Regions from separate parts of the Oryctolagus cuniculus genome. Here region 1 is linked to region 2. The links are chromatin contacts, called in public Micro-C maps. All regions are on one chromosome and are shown on one strand. The core of a region is the stretch at or near the end of the contact, and the rest is flanking DNA. Distances in the headings are between cores, read along the strand shown.

Region 1 (6,714 bases), core at 1,364-3,863, 240 kb after region 2:
CTCTCTGCTGTGGCCAGGGAGTGCAGTGGAGGATGGCCCAAGTACTTGGGCCCTGCACCCCATGGGAGACCAGGATAAGTACCTGGCTCCTACCATTGGATCAGCGTGGTGCGCCGGCCGCAGCATGCTGGCCACGGCGGCCATTGGAGGGTGAACCAACGGCAAAGGAAGACCTTTCTCTCTGTCTCTCTCTCTCTCTCTCTCACTGTCCACTCTGCCTGTCAAAAAAAAAAAAAAAAGGCAGTTACAGTTTGTGAAGACAGAGAAGAAAAAGAAGATAAAACTATCTTAAACTCCTGAGATGTAAAACAGGAATGCTTTATTTATTCAATCATCATTTATCTAGAAAACACTGCCACGAAGAGGACAATGCATCACAGGAGGCCCCTCCCTGCCTTGACACCTATCTAATGAGCAGCCCCAGCCCAGCTCAGCAGATGATTAGCCCATGCTTCTTTTCCACTATGACCACAATGGAGAAGTGTACTTCTGCAATACAACTTTTGAAACAACTTTTTGGCACAATATTGTAAACGGGGATGTTTGACTGCAAATTCACTTTGCAGATCAACACTGGAAAAAAAAAAAATGGAAAAGCATCACTGGCTAATACACAGGGAATGGGAGAAGACACTCTCTTGAAGCCATAAAAAACCACCAGGCTGATTAACACATTGCTGTTAAAACTAAATTTCTAATAAAGATGAATGACTGTGAACTCTTAAACCAGGCCCAATAAATTTTCAACTGCTGTGCACCGTAGTTCATGAAAGTTGAAAGGCTAGACTAAGTCTAGCTATCTTACTTACAGCACAGATCTTCAAAATTTCGTGGAAAATGTGCATTATGGAAGAACACTATGCATTGATTTCAAACGTTTTTGCACCAAAGTAAACTTTCCACAAACTTTTTCAAGGTTCCTTCCTACATACAGTAAATGGTCAAAAATACTGAATTAAGTTAAATGGACTAGTGCTGACAACTTAATTATATTAACCTTCACCTCCTCCTAATTGCCAGGAGCTGTGTGTCTTAGACTTTTGGAAAACAAATCAGACCCAGCCTTCTGGCAGTCAGTGAAGGGTTAAACCAAGGGTACACAGGATCAGACTGCTTTTTATTTTATGAACTCTCCTACTGTTAGTCCTGTGGAACATTGAGTTGGAAGATTTAGCTAGGACCTAGGAGAGACTAGAAAGGAGACTACAGCAAAAGGCCAGGTGAAAATCTGATGAAGAACTTAGAATAAAGTAGCAGCAAAAAAAAAAAAAAAAAAAAAAAAAAAAAAAAAAAAAAAAAAAAAAAAAACCTGCAAATACTCCAGTATGGATTCTATGCTTCACGACTCAGAGTCCCATCAAACAACGTGCAATGGAAGGTTTCCTTAACGCATCACACTGAAAGGTTTTCTAAGACAATCACAAAACGGACTTGCATTCTGGCAACACACACCGCTGGATCTAGCCTTCCATGCTTCTAGGCATAGAACAGTGACTCCTCAATTAATGGGTCCCCTTTTCCTCGTGGGATGACAGATCTTAGGATCTGGGAGGGGCGCAGAGAAAAGTGTGATGGGACCACTCAGCGCGTCAAGCCATCAGTCACCCTGCCAAATGCCTGCTTCAGAACCTTAGGGAGGGGACAGACGTGCAGCGTGGATTCCGATACTCCCCAGAATCTAAGTAACCGAGACAAAGCTTTTGAGTAAATCAACCAGAAGGGAAGGCAGATGCAAACCCCCCAGCTGAGTGATATTTGCAGTCCAAGGAAAATAAGTGTACTTTCAAAACCTTTATCTCCAGCCAACGTGGAAATCCGGAAACCACTGAGATCCCGTTCCTAGGACCAAGACAGCACTTAAGAGCACACACACCTCTGGAAAGGCGCCCGCTATCTTCTGGGGAGGCAGCAGCGTTTCCGCCCGGGGCGCCGTCCCCACCCCACACACCGCAGCGCGCTGACCCAGCTGGACACAGCCGCTGTGCGCGCACGGCCCCAAAACTTGGTCCCGCCACCGCGGTCGGAGTCAATTCAGGGAGCACCGGGTCACCCGCTCTCCCACACCGCAACAAACAGGCACAGCAGGGCGGCCGGCGCTGGCGCCGGGACCCCAGAGGAGGTAGCAGAGCCCCCAAGGTCACCGCCCTCTGCCCAAGCCTACCCAGGACGGTCCCGGCGCGCGCGTCTCGTGACTCCGGCGCGCAGCAGCCTCGGCCCTCGGGACTCAACCCGCGGCGCCGAGGGCCGGGGAAGACAGCCAGGGACAGCCGGAGGGGTGGGAACCCGGCACCCCGCGGAGTGCAGGGCCGTGTCAGGGCAGGTGTCGGGCTGGGAAGGCCACCTCCGCCCCTCACGAGACCCCGGAGCGGCTGAAGTTTGCCCCCACCCACCCGCACGGGGCCGAGCTCACCCCGCTCGGCGGACCGGGCCGGTGCTGCCCCGCGGTGGACACACCAGAGGAAGGGGGCGGGGCGCCCCGAACGCTACCCTGGTCCTTGTGTGTCCGCAGCCTCGCGGGCTCCCCAGTTAACCTCAGAAACCCCGACACGTCAAGGAGCCGGGGGGTCCTTACCTCCGGAAGACCCTGGCCCTCTGGCCCCTTGGGCAGCCCCATGATCCGGCCAGGCTGTCGTGTGGCGGCAGCGTGGCCCACAAGGAGCCCGAAGGAAGCTGTCTCTGCCGCGAAGCTGCTACCGGGGTGGAGTGCAAAGCGGAAACTTCCTCTGTCGCCGCGGCCGCCGCCGCCGCCGCCGCCACAGCCGGCCGGGAGCGCCGCGGCCCGGCGGAGCATGCGCGCTGGGGAGGGAGCGCGGCGCCACTGCGCCTGCGCGAGGGCAGCTGGGGGCGAAGCTGGGCCGGGCGGGGACTGAGAATACCTGTCCAGCCAGGCCGCGGGCCGGCGTTGTGCCAGGGTATCGCGCCAAGGCTCTGAGTAGTTCTCCCAGGCGCTTCACGAAAGGGGCTATTTCTGCGTCCTGGGGACATTTTGCATTCCAGGTCCAGGCTTCTTCGCAAGCAACACAGAAGTGCCCCTTGCTCCCGGGTCAGAGTCCGATCCCCGAGTAGCTCGGGAATTCGGAATGCAGGCCTGCCTGCAGCCCAGACTCACAGGCACTCCTCGGTGTGCGGGCTGGAGAATTCCGAAGGGATTCTCCAGGACTGCTCTCCTCCCCAGCGTGATCCTGTTTCCGGGGAACCTGGCTTGGGATAATGCCGCGCACCCCGCTGCATGCCGGGTTTCTGAGTTTCCCTGGGGAAGGACATCTCCAAGAACACAAACTCCGGTGTTTGCGGGATTTCAGCGGCCTCATTACTTACATGATGTATCCCTAGCCGGTCCCAACTGTGAGTGAAAGCTGTATCAAAAGATTCTCTTTGGCCACATGACCCCCTACACCTGCTGCCTAATGGCTTCCACCTTTTTTGTCTTAAAGGGATAAAGACAGGTGATTGACATGAAAACTTTTGCGGAGAAACAGCTTCTTTCCTCTGTGTGAGCTCCTTGGGCTCAAAAAGGTTTTCTGTTTTGAGTTTCCTCCCTTTTGAAAGCTGATTCTCTTAACATCTTAAAAAGTAGGTGTTGGGTAAATTTTTGTCCTTCAAGAAATTCCTCGCAATTTTTGTACTCCTTCTGGAGTTTATCTTGGTAAGTAGGTAGAGGACCCAAAGAATGCCATGTCATTCTTACATGTAGCTAGTAAGTATTACAAAAAGCTGTGTGCCACTCCACCTCTCCCGCCCCAGGCCCCAGTAATTTGATAAATTATTATACAACTTAAGGTGTTGTGATAGGAACCCTCCTCTTCCTGTTGCTTGACATCTTGCTCTCAAGCATTGTAAATCCAACAAAACTCAGTTTGTAAGGCACTTATTCTCATACTTCCCACATGTGTTATTTTTGTAGTTGTAAGCCTTCCCTGGAATGGTGTAGGTTGAGAAGGCACGGAGGCTAATAATCGTTTGTGTCCTCTGTTTGCTGGCTGATGTCTAGCAAAATCAAAAAACATGTCTAAATTGCTATAAAGCAGCCAGAGATTAAGACCTGGAGAAGTAGGACTTCTCAGTTGGTTACACCCTACAGGTCCCCTGTTGTAAATAAACAGGAGCAGGCAACTTTCCTAGTAAGCTGTCCTATTTTATGTCTGGGTAGAGTGACAATATCATTGGGTTGACAGCATTTTTTGTTGTTGTTGTTTGTTACTTTTTTAAAAAAGGATTTATTTATTCATCTGCAAGTCAGAGTTACACAGAGAGAGGAGAGGCAGAGAGAGAGAGAGAGAGCGAGAGAGCGCGCGAACGAGATCTTCCATCCGCTGGTTCACTCCACAGTTGTCCACAACGGCCGGAGCTGCGATGATCCGAAGCCAGGAGCCTCTTCTGGGTCTCCTACGTGGGTGCAGGGGCCCGAGGACTTGGGCCATCTTCTACTGCTTTCCCAGGCCATAGCAGAAAACTGGATCAGAAGTGGAGCAGCCGGGTCTCAAACCGGCGCCCATATGGGATGCTAGTGCTTCAGGCCAGGGCATTAACCCATTGTGCCACAGTGCTGGCTGTTATTTATTTATTAAAGATTTATTTGAAAGGCAGAGTTACAGAGAGGAGGAGAGAGAGATCTTCTATCTGTTGGTTCACCTCCAATGGCCACCATGGCCAAGGCTGGACCAGGCTGAAGCCAGGAGCCTGGGGCTTCTTCTGGGTCTTCCAGATGGGTGTAGGGTCCCAAGGACTTGGGCCATCCTCTGATGCTTTCCTAGGCACATTAACAGGGAGCTAGGTTAACAGTGGAATAGCCAGGACACAAACTGGTGCCCACATGGGAGGCTGGCATTGCAGGCAGCAGCTTAACCTGTTACACCACAATGCCGGCCCCAATTAATTAATTTATTTATTTATTTTGTTGTTGTTGTTAAAGGATCTCAGTAAATAACCATAAGAGCAGTCAAGAAAGCTTGAGCAGCACATATTGGAGAGGGGAATTGCCTACCCAGCCTTGTTCAAGGCAGCCCTTGAATAGTGACAGTGAAGGAGATTAGTGCTCACTCTTTCAGATACATGCATCCTTGTCTCTGCAGTGGGATATTTGAGGATCAGGAATAGGTGGTTGTGTCCCTGCTATGCACATCCTCTGTAGAGCTGCATGATCTTGTTCTAGTTGAAAGATTCTTCATCTCTCACTCTGGTGCCCTTTGAGAAGGGACCTAAATCCCCAGGAGGCTCCCTGGGAAGACTCAGGGGAAAGCATGCCCGATAGAAGGCATATCTGAGGTGTTCCAGACGGCTCCGCTTTGCCCTCCAGACCTGCTGTCAGCGTGGTCTCCTTGGGTGCTACTGTGTAAGGCTGACCAATTAGGGCTTCATCTGCAGAGCCAAAAGTGTGATAGGTGTTTGGGTCCTGGGATTTGAAGATCTGAGTGGAGGGGTCTAGGGAGTAAAATTTCAGTCAAAATTCAGAAAAATAGAAGATAACTTCAAAATGTTCATGGAAAATGGAATTAAAAGGGAATTTCATTTCAGTACAAATAAATTTACAAGTCCATGCCCAAGAGGAGCTTGTAAAAAAGTTCAAGGAAAATGTGTGTTATGAAAAAAACTAATCATGAATTTCAAAATCTTTCGTACTGAAAGAAACTTCTTTTTTAATTCCATTTTTTATGAACTTTTTAAAGTACTCTGATACATCAAGAGCTTCAAAAATATCTTTGGTCATGATACTTTCCATTTTTAGGGTTTAAGTTCAAAGAACTTCCTCACAATTTTATGAGAGAAAAACTGGAAACCCATGTAAGTAGCCCATAAGAAGGAAGTGGTGAAATAACATTAGAGTAAGTTTCATTTGGTGCAACACTGTGCCATCAGTAAAAATATGTGCTACAGCAGGCCATGAAAGAAAAGGGTGCAAAATGAGACCATATAAACAAGGAATCATTAAAACATTTAAGAGGGAAACAGCAGGCCATGAAAGAAAAGGGTGCAAAATGAGACCATATAAACAAGGAATCATTAAAACATTTAAGAGGGAAACTGCAAACAATGTTCATTTTGTGACAAGATTTCTCACAACTGGAGAAAGAATGTTTAATAGAAAAATAAGCATAAAATTTGAGTAGAGAATTCCTAAAAGAAATTGCCACTAAACATACAAAAAAAATTGCTCAGCCTTACTTTAAAAAATGAAAACGAGGTACCTTTTGATGGAAGAAATAATTACTGTTCTAAGAATATTAGTGCCAATAACACTCCTTAGTCGTGACTAAGTTTTTTAAATAAATATTTTCTTTTTTCTTTTAAAGATTTATTTATTTATTTGAAAGTTGGAGTTAGAGAGAAAAGGAGGCTAGCGCCACAGCTCACTTGGCTAATCCTCCACCTGAGGCATCAGCACCCCGGGTTCTAGTCCCGGTTGGGGCGCCAGATTCTGTCCCGGTTGCTCCTCTTCCAGTCCAGCTCTCTCCTGTGGCCCGGGAAGGCAGTGGAGGATGGCCCAGGTCTTTGGGCCCTGCACGCGCATGGGAAACCGGGAGGAGGTGCCTGGCTCCTGGCTTTGGATCAGCACAGTGCGCCGGCCGTGGCAGCCACTTGGGGGGTGAACCAACAGAAAAAGGAAGACCTTTCTCTCTGTCTCTCTCTTTCTCTCTCTCTCTCTCTCTCTTTTTCTCTCACTGTCTAACTCTGCCTGTCAAAAAATAAATTAATAAAGAAGAGAGAGAAGGAGAG
Region 2 (7,124 bases), core at 2,761-5,260:
TTGGGATGCCCACATGCTCTGTCAGAGTGCTTGGGTTTGGTCCTGGCTCTCCTTCCAATTCCAATTTCCTGTTAATGAGAACTCTGGGAAGCAGTGGGTGATGGCCAAAGTACTTGGGTCCCTGCTAACCACATGGGAGACCCTGACTGAGTTCCTGGCTCCCACCTATGGCATAGCTCAACTCTAGCTATTGCAAGCATTTGGAAAGTAAAACCAACAGATGGTAGTGTTTTCTCTCTCTCTCTCTCTCTCTCTCTCTGTGTGTGTGTGTGTTTACCCCTCCCTCAATACATAAATAAATAATTGTTTCAAGAGTCAAACTCTGCGATGTTTGCATACCAATGAGCTGGACTAAGGTCAATCAACAAAGCCATTACAACTTGCTTTGCTTTAGGAGATATAAAAACATAAACTATTATAGAAATAATCTCAAGGTATGTGATAAGCTACCCTAGTCAAAGGTATGAGACACTTTTGGGGCTGGTGTTGTGGTGTAGTGGGTAAAGCTACCACCTGTGACACTGGCATCCCATATGGGCACCGGTTCATGTACTTGCTGCTCCATTAAATGCCTGGGAAAGCAGCAGAAGATGACCCAAGTGCTTGTGCCCTTGCTACCCATGTGGTAGATCTAGGAAAAGCTCCTGGCTCCTGTCTTCCATCTGGCCCAGCCCTCGCCATTGCAGCCATTTGGGGAGTGAACCAGTAGGTGAAAAATTTCTGTCTCTCCCTTCCTCTCTCTCTGCCTTTCAAATAAAGAAAATAAATCTTTTTGTATTCTTTTTTTTTTTTTTTGGACAGGCAGAGTTAGACAGTGAGAGAGAAAGAGAGACAGAGAGAAAGGTCTTCCTTTTTCCATTGGTTCACCCCCCCAAGTGGCCACTATGGCCGGCGCGTTGCGATGCACTGATCCGAAGCCAGGAGCCAGGTGCTTCATCCTGGTCTCCCAAGCAGGTGCAGGGCCCAAGCACTTGGGCCATCCTCCACTGCCTTTCCAGGCCACAGCAGAGAGCTGGACTGGAAGAGGAGCAACCGGGACAGAGTCCGGCGCCCCCAACTGGGACTAGAACCCAGGGTGCTGGCGCTGCAGGTGGAGGATTAGCCTAGTGAGCCACGGCGCCGGCGAAAATAAATCTTAAAAAATATATGACACTTTTGTAAAAACCATAGGCCAAATTATAAATTATTCCAGTTTGAGACTAACCCAACATCTAATTATGAATGTCATTATACCACTAATAAATACCTGACATAATACATGCAATTTATTCTACCCTAATTGTGGTGGAATGAGAAGGCCATGCCAAGATGGCCGCTGGCAAGCTAGCATCACTTACTCAGGAATGGCTTTAGAAACAACCTGGGAAACCACCTGGCAATGGAGCCTGCCTGGCAACAGGCTGTGATTGGTTAGGGCATAAACTGCCCCTTGACCAGATTGGCTGCCTCAGCTATATAAGCTTCTGTACCAACTGAAATAAACAAGTCTGTGGGCTGCTTGCCTCTGGCCCACTTTCACCTGATTCCCGGTGTCTGTGTGGTGACTCCACGCCTCTTGCCCCCACCACGCTCCTCCTCTCAGAACGAATCCACAGCAACACCTAATAAATATGTTACAAAATGTACCCAGTGTATATGGGACAAAGATTAGCACTTAGTGTCCATATGACAGGTGAAATCAGAAATAAATATCATGACTTCAAAGAAAACAATAACTCACACCTTGATTTGTGCCTGAATCCTGGACCAGATCTGTCACTGAACCATTGTACAGCAGTTTTATTTTTTTTTTTTTCAGGATATCCCAGTTTATATTTTTTCATGAACAGCAATTAAGAAATATCTTTTAAAAAGATGAATAGAATGTAATATCAAATTATTTAGAGAAAATGTATCTCCTAGAACCAGTGTCCATATGGGATGCCGGCCTGCAGGCGGAGGATTAACCTAGTGCACCATGGCACCAGCCTTGTAACTAGCATTTTTAACAGATGAAGAATAGACTGATTTAGGATGGAATGGATGTAATTGAAGGGAAACATAGGAATAAAATGCAGAGTAAGTATTTTTTTAAGAAATCTTATATGGGGGCCTGCGCTGTGGCTTAGTGGGTAAAGCCATCACCTGCAGTGCTGGTATCCCATATGGGTGCCAGTTCTACTCCCAGCTGCTCTGCTCCAATTAGCTCCCTGCTAATGTGCCTGGAAAAGCAGTAGAAGATGGCCCCGGCCCAAGTACTTGGGCTCCTGCACCTGTGTGGAAGAAACAGAAGCTTCTGGCTCCTGGCTTCAGATGTGCCCTGCTCCAGCCCTTGTGGCCACTGAGGAGTGAACCAGTGGATGCAAGATTCTCTCTCTCTCTCTCTCTCTCTCTCTCTCTCTCTCTCTCCTCCTTCCTCTTGTGACAGGAGACTCAAAAGTTTAAATTGTCTACAAAATATAGCATGCCTGGGTGCTTACAGAACATAGGTTATTTTGCTTGGTTGTTTTAAAAGCAGGACCTGTTCTTCATAAAAATAAATGTTGGTTTGTAACTGACCTTTTTCTGGCTTCTGTATCTCTGCTTGTTTGATAACAGCCAAGGCCACCAGACTATGGTTCTTCCTGCCTTCTCCCAGCTGCAGCCACAGGATAACACAGGTGGCGCTAAGGTCAATGATGCCATGCCTGACCCCAAGCAGGGACCATTGAATCGTTACATTTTTCAAGGAACAAAGTTAGAAAGAAAGTGGCTAATTGGGGGATGGTGCTGTAGTGAAGCTGCTGCCTGCGGTGCTGGCATCCTATATGGGCACTGGTTCAAGACCTGGCTGCTCCACTTCCAATCCAGCTCTCTGCTATAGCCTGGGATGGCAGTAGAGGATGGCCCAATTACTTGGCCCTGCACCCATGGGGGAGACCTGGAGGAAGCACCTGGCTCCTGGCTTTGGATCTGCAAAGCTCCAGCTGTTAAGGCCATTTGGGAAGTGAACCAGCAGATGCAAGATATATCTCTCTCTCTCTCCTTCTATGTGTAACTCTTTCAAATAAATAAATAAACCGGTTTTTTTTTTTAAAGCAGCTGATTGGCTAACTGCTTCTCATTTCTGTATGCCTGTTTTCTGCTTGTACAAGCCAGCACACATGATTAAATGACTGATAAGGGGACCAGCGCTGTGGCGTGACAGGTTAACGCCCTGACCTGAAGCACCAGCATCCCATATGGGTGCTGGCTACTCCACTTCCCATCCAGCTCTCTGCTATGGCCCGGGAAAGCAGTAGAAGATGGCTCAAGTCCTTGGGCCCCTGCACCCATGTGGGAGACCAGAAAGAAGCTCCTGGCTCCTGCCTTCAGATCGGCACAGCTCTGGAGGTTGCAGCCAATTGGGGAGTGAACCAGCAGATGGAAGACCTCTCTCTCTCTCTCTCTCTCTCTCTCTCTCTCTGCCTCTCCTCTCTCTGTGTAATTCTGACTTTCAAATAATAAATAAATCTTTAAAAAATTACTGATAAGAAGAGATTTTGCCTTTAATAACCTCCTGCCATTGGAACACAGGGCTGTCTTCTCCAGACTTGCTCTGTGAGAAGGCAGTTGCCAGCTGGCTAATAAGGACTCCTCATTTGACCTCAAAAGTCTCACTGTGTTTTTAATCTGTACGCCTCACAACACTCTGTGTAGCTCTGCCTTTCAAGTAATCAATCTTGAAAAAAAAAAAAAAGAAAGAAAGAATGTTATGTGTGAATATACTAAGTGACATGGAACCGTGTTTCTAAGACGCATGGTCAAACAACCTCCATGTATTACATTTAGCTTTTATTCAATTTCTCAAATAGTCCAGGAATCAAACGGGATCGGAAAAACGGAGACTCCTTAAAGCCAGCTTTATCTCATTTCTTCAACGTTGTTCTAATAAGCAGCCCGTTTGATGAGCCTCCACTCCCCCAGGGGGCGCAACGCAGGATCCGGTCGCCAAGGTTAGCACAGTGCACGCTCCCGGGTCCGTTTCCTCCCCGGAAGCATTTCCGCTCCGCCGGCTCGAGTCTTCCTGTGACGCACATCCGGTGAGCCGAACTGCGCACGTGCGGCCAGGAAGGAAGTAAGGCCAACTGGGGAGCTGCGCGGCGGCGCTGCTGTGGAGGCGCGTCTCCGGCAACATGTCTCACCTGCCGATGAAACTGCTGCGTAAGAAGATCGAGAAGCGGAACCTCAAGTTGCGGCAGCGAAACCTCAAACTCCAGGGTGAGATGCGCTGGGTGCTTCGGAGGCCGCGCAGCGGCGCTGTTCGGGAGTCCCACCGCCTCCCGTGGGCGCGGGCTGCCTCCCCCCGGGGCACGTGCGCCCGAGTCTGGGGCTGCTGCCCGCGAGTCGCTCCCGGCCTCACGACCACCGCTTTTTCTGAGCATCAGCTTCTCTGTCCAGGGCCTCGGGGTTCCCTGCCAGGCGTCCCGCGGAGCTTCCGCCCGATTTTGTTATTCCCTCCGGTTTTGCCCGCCTCTCCACTTGGCCCAGTCAGACGCGTGGGACACCGGCCACCTCCGCAGAAGCCCGTGTCGGGTCTCGCAGTGTCTTTCTCTGCCAGCCACGTCCTCGTTCTTCAGCTTGAAAACTCTACCCTCTCGCAAAACCTCTGACGCCCTCTCTGTATTCCTGTCGCTCCCGACTTTAGGTTACGAGTTCCGAAGACAACTTTTGTGTATGTGTGTGTGATAAATGTTGACAAATAAGTGATTTCATCAGCTGAGTTTTCACTGCTATCTAGAGGCGTGGGGTTGAATGTTTTAAAGTTATGTGAGAATTAGTTATGTGAATAAGATGTGAGTGTCTTTGATTTTTCCATTACTCAAATACTTCCTATTTATCAAATACTTCCTATTAAAGTAACTGTCATCGTCTGACTCCATCTGTTTAAAGCTTTGACCTCACAGGAGATTTCTTGCCCCAGACTTTACTTAAAGATAGGGATAGGATAATTGAAGAAGCTAATGTAACTTTCCCTTTTACGGCATTTTTCCTTAAAGGGAATTTTTCCTCCAGTAGAATACCGAAACAATTGCTGTTGGCTCTAACAACGCATATGAAGGGAGACAACACTAAGTAATTTGAGTCATTGAAGTCATAGACTTTCTTGGGTGGGATCCCAGTGTTCCCAAGTAAGCCCCTTTGGCATCACAAATTGTGTTTTGTCTAAAGCAAGGGTCTCAGATGTGAGCCTGTCAGAAACCCAGAATGGAGACGTGCCTGAAGCAGCAGTGGCAGGTGGGAAAGTGAAGAAGTCCCTGAAACACGCCACGAGTGTGAGCCTGTCAGAACCCCAGAATGGAGACGTGCCTGACGCAGCAGTGGCAGGTGGGAAAGCGAAGAAGTCCCTGAAACGTGCCACGAGTGTGGGCCCGTCAGAACCCCAGAATGGAGACGTGCCTGACACAGCAGTGGCAGGTGGGAAAGCGAAGAAGTCCCTGAAACGTGCCACGAGTATGGGCCTGTCAGAACCCCAGAATGGAGACGTGCCTGAAGCAGCAGTGGCAGGTGGGAAAGCTAAGAAGTCCCTGAAACACACCATGAGTGTGGGCCTGTCAGAAACACAGAATAGAGCCTTGACTAAAGAAACAGTGAAGAAAGTAAAAGTTAAAAAATCCCCCCAGAAATCTGCTGTGTTAACCAATGGAGAAGCAGCAACAGAGTCGCCCGATCCAGAATCTAAAAAGAAGAAGAAGAAGAAAAAGAGAAAACTGGTGAATGATGCTGGCCCTGGTAGGTTCTTCATGGACTTTGAATTCAGCCATTCAGTTTCTCACAGTTCTAACTTCCCACTGTTTTTCCTGTGTGTGTGCACTTGTAGAAATCCCCTTTACTCGCAAGTATACCAGATACTAGCCTGGTAGCTGAAAGAAACATTTTGTTGCTTCATGAGGCGGGTGTATATATTTTTTTTTAAGTTTTCTCAAAATACTGAATAATATGCTATGTTTTTACATTCTGTAACCTTGAAGAAAATCTCAGTCTTAGGTAAGAATGTAATATTTTAGGCTTTCTTGTTTGCCAGCACCATTACAGAATCCAACAGTAAAGAAATCTGGGCTGGTAGTGGAATCTGTCTTCCCAGGTCTGTCTGTCTGTCTGTATTTATTTATTTGAAAGAAGGGAGAGAGATCTTCCATCCACTGGCTCACCCCCAGGTGGCCACAGTGGCCTTGATCCAGATCTCCCACGGGATGCAGGGGCGCAGACACTTGGGCCATCTTCCACTGCTTTTCCTAGGCCATTAGCAAGGAGCTGGATCAGAAGTGGAGCAGCTAGGACACAGACCTGCTCCCATATGGGAGGCAGCATTGCAGGCAGTGTCATTACATGCTGCACGAGAGTGCCAACCCTAGAATTGGAGATTTTAATTGAGATGTGGATAGGTAGAGATGTCAGGTAAGAAAGGATGGGTTAGCCAACTTTGGCCTTTCCAGTTGTTTGAATAAAGCTTTGTTGGATCACAGTAATGCCCATTTGTTTATTTGGTCTTTATTGCAGCAAAAAAAAAAAAAAAAAAAAAAAAAACCATGGCCGGCAAAGCCTAAAATATTTACTATTAGCCCTTTATAGACAGTTTGTGTATTCCTTAGTTAGGGCCTGCTATTAACGTGTCAGATGCTAAGGTTTCCATCCTTTAGGATTCTGTTATGAGTCTTCCCAGGGAAGTAGCATTACTTTTACTCTCAAGCACCGAGTCCCAGGGCTGGGAATTTTAACCTTCTGGACAAACCTACCTTAAGAACTGAGTTAAGGAAAATGAAAATGACAAGCCATGGAAAGCAATTGAGGATTTCTCCATGGCTTTTGAACATAAGAATTTTAAGAATTCACCATTTCTGGAGTTGGTGTTGTGGTGCAGCAGGTTAAGCTGTTGCCTGCAACACCAGCATCCCATATGGGCACTGGTTCATGTCCCAGCTGCTCCTATAACTTAGATGAAGCTACTGGCTTTGGGCTGTCCCAGCCCCAGCCAGTGTAGCCATTTGGGGAGTGGAACAAGTGGACGGAAGATCTCTCACTCTACTTTCTCTCTAACTCTACCTAGTAAATAATTGAATAAATAAATCTTTAAAAAGAGTTCACCATTTCCCAGAGGGTTGACATTCAAGGAACTGGAAGAGGCC

The links. Hi-C and Micro-C count contacts between places; a contact is called where the count stands out from the background.
Region 1: a contact with region 2 is called in a Micro-C map of ear pinna, with 4 times the contacts expected there. The contact joins the promoter of CCDC93 here to the promoter of DDX18 in region 2. A contact is called at or near these places in 4 of 6 Hi-C or Micro-C datasets (ear pinna, psoas muscle, skin fibroblasts and 1 more).

The regions. Positions count from the first base shown.
Region 1 is chr3:115,905,329-115,912,042 of mOryCun1.1, forward strand. It overlaps CCDC93 (coiled-coil domain containing 93), which reads right to left and starts at 2,614. Exons shown (of 24, transcript NM_001171023.1): 1 at 2,573-2,614. The coding sequence starts at 2,614. It overlaps LOC103348741 (a long non-coding RNA gene), which reads right to left. Exons shown (of 6, transcript XR_011387325.1): 6 at 4,613-4,750.
Region 2 is chr3:115,659,854-115,666,977 of mOryCun1.1, forward strand. It overlaps DDX18 (DEAD-box helicase 18), which reads left to right and starts at 4,011. Exons shown (of 13, transcript XM_070071558.1): 1 at 4,011-4,218; 2 at 5,170-5,730. The coding sequence starts at 4,134.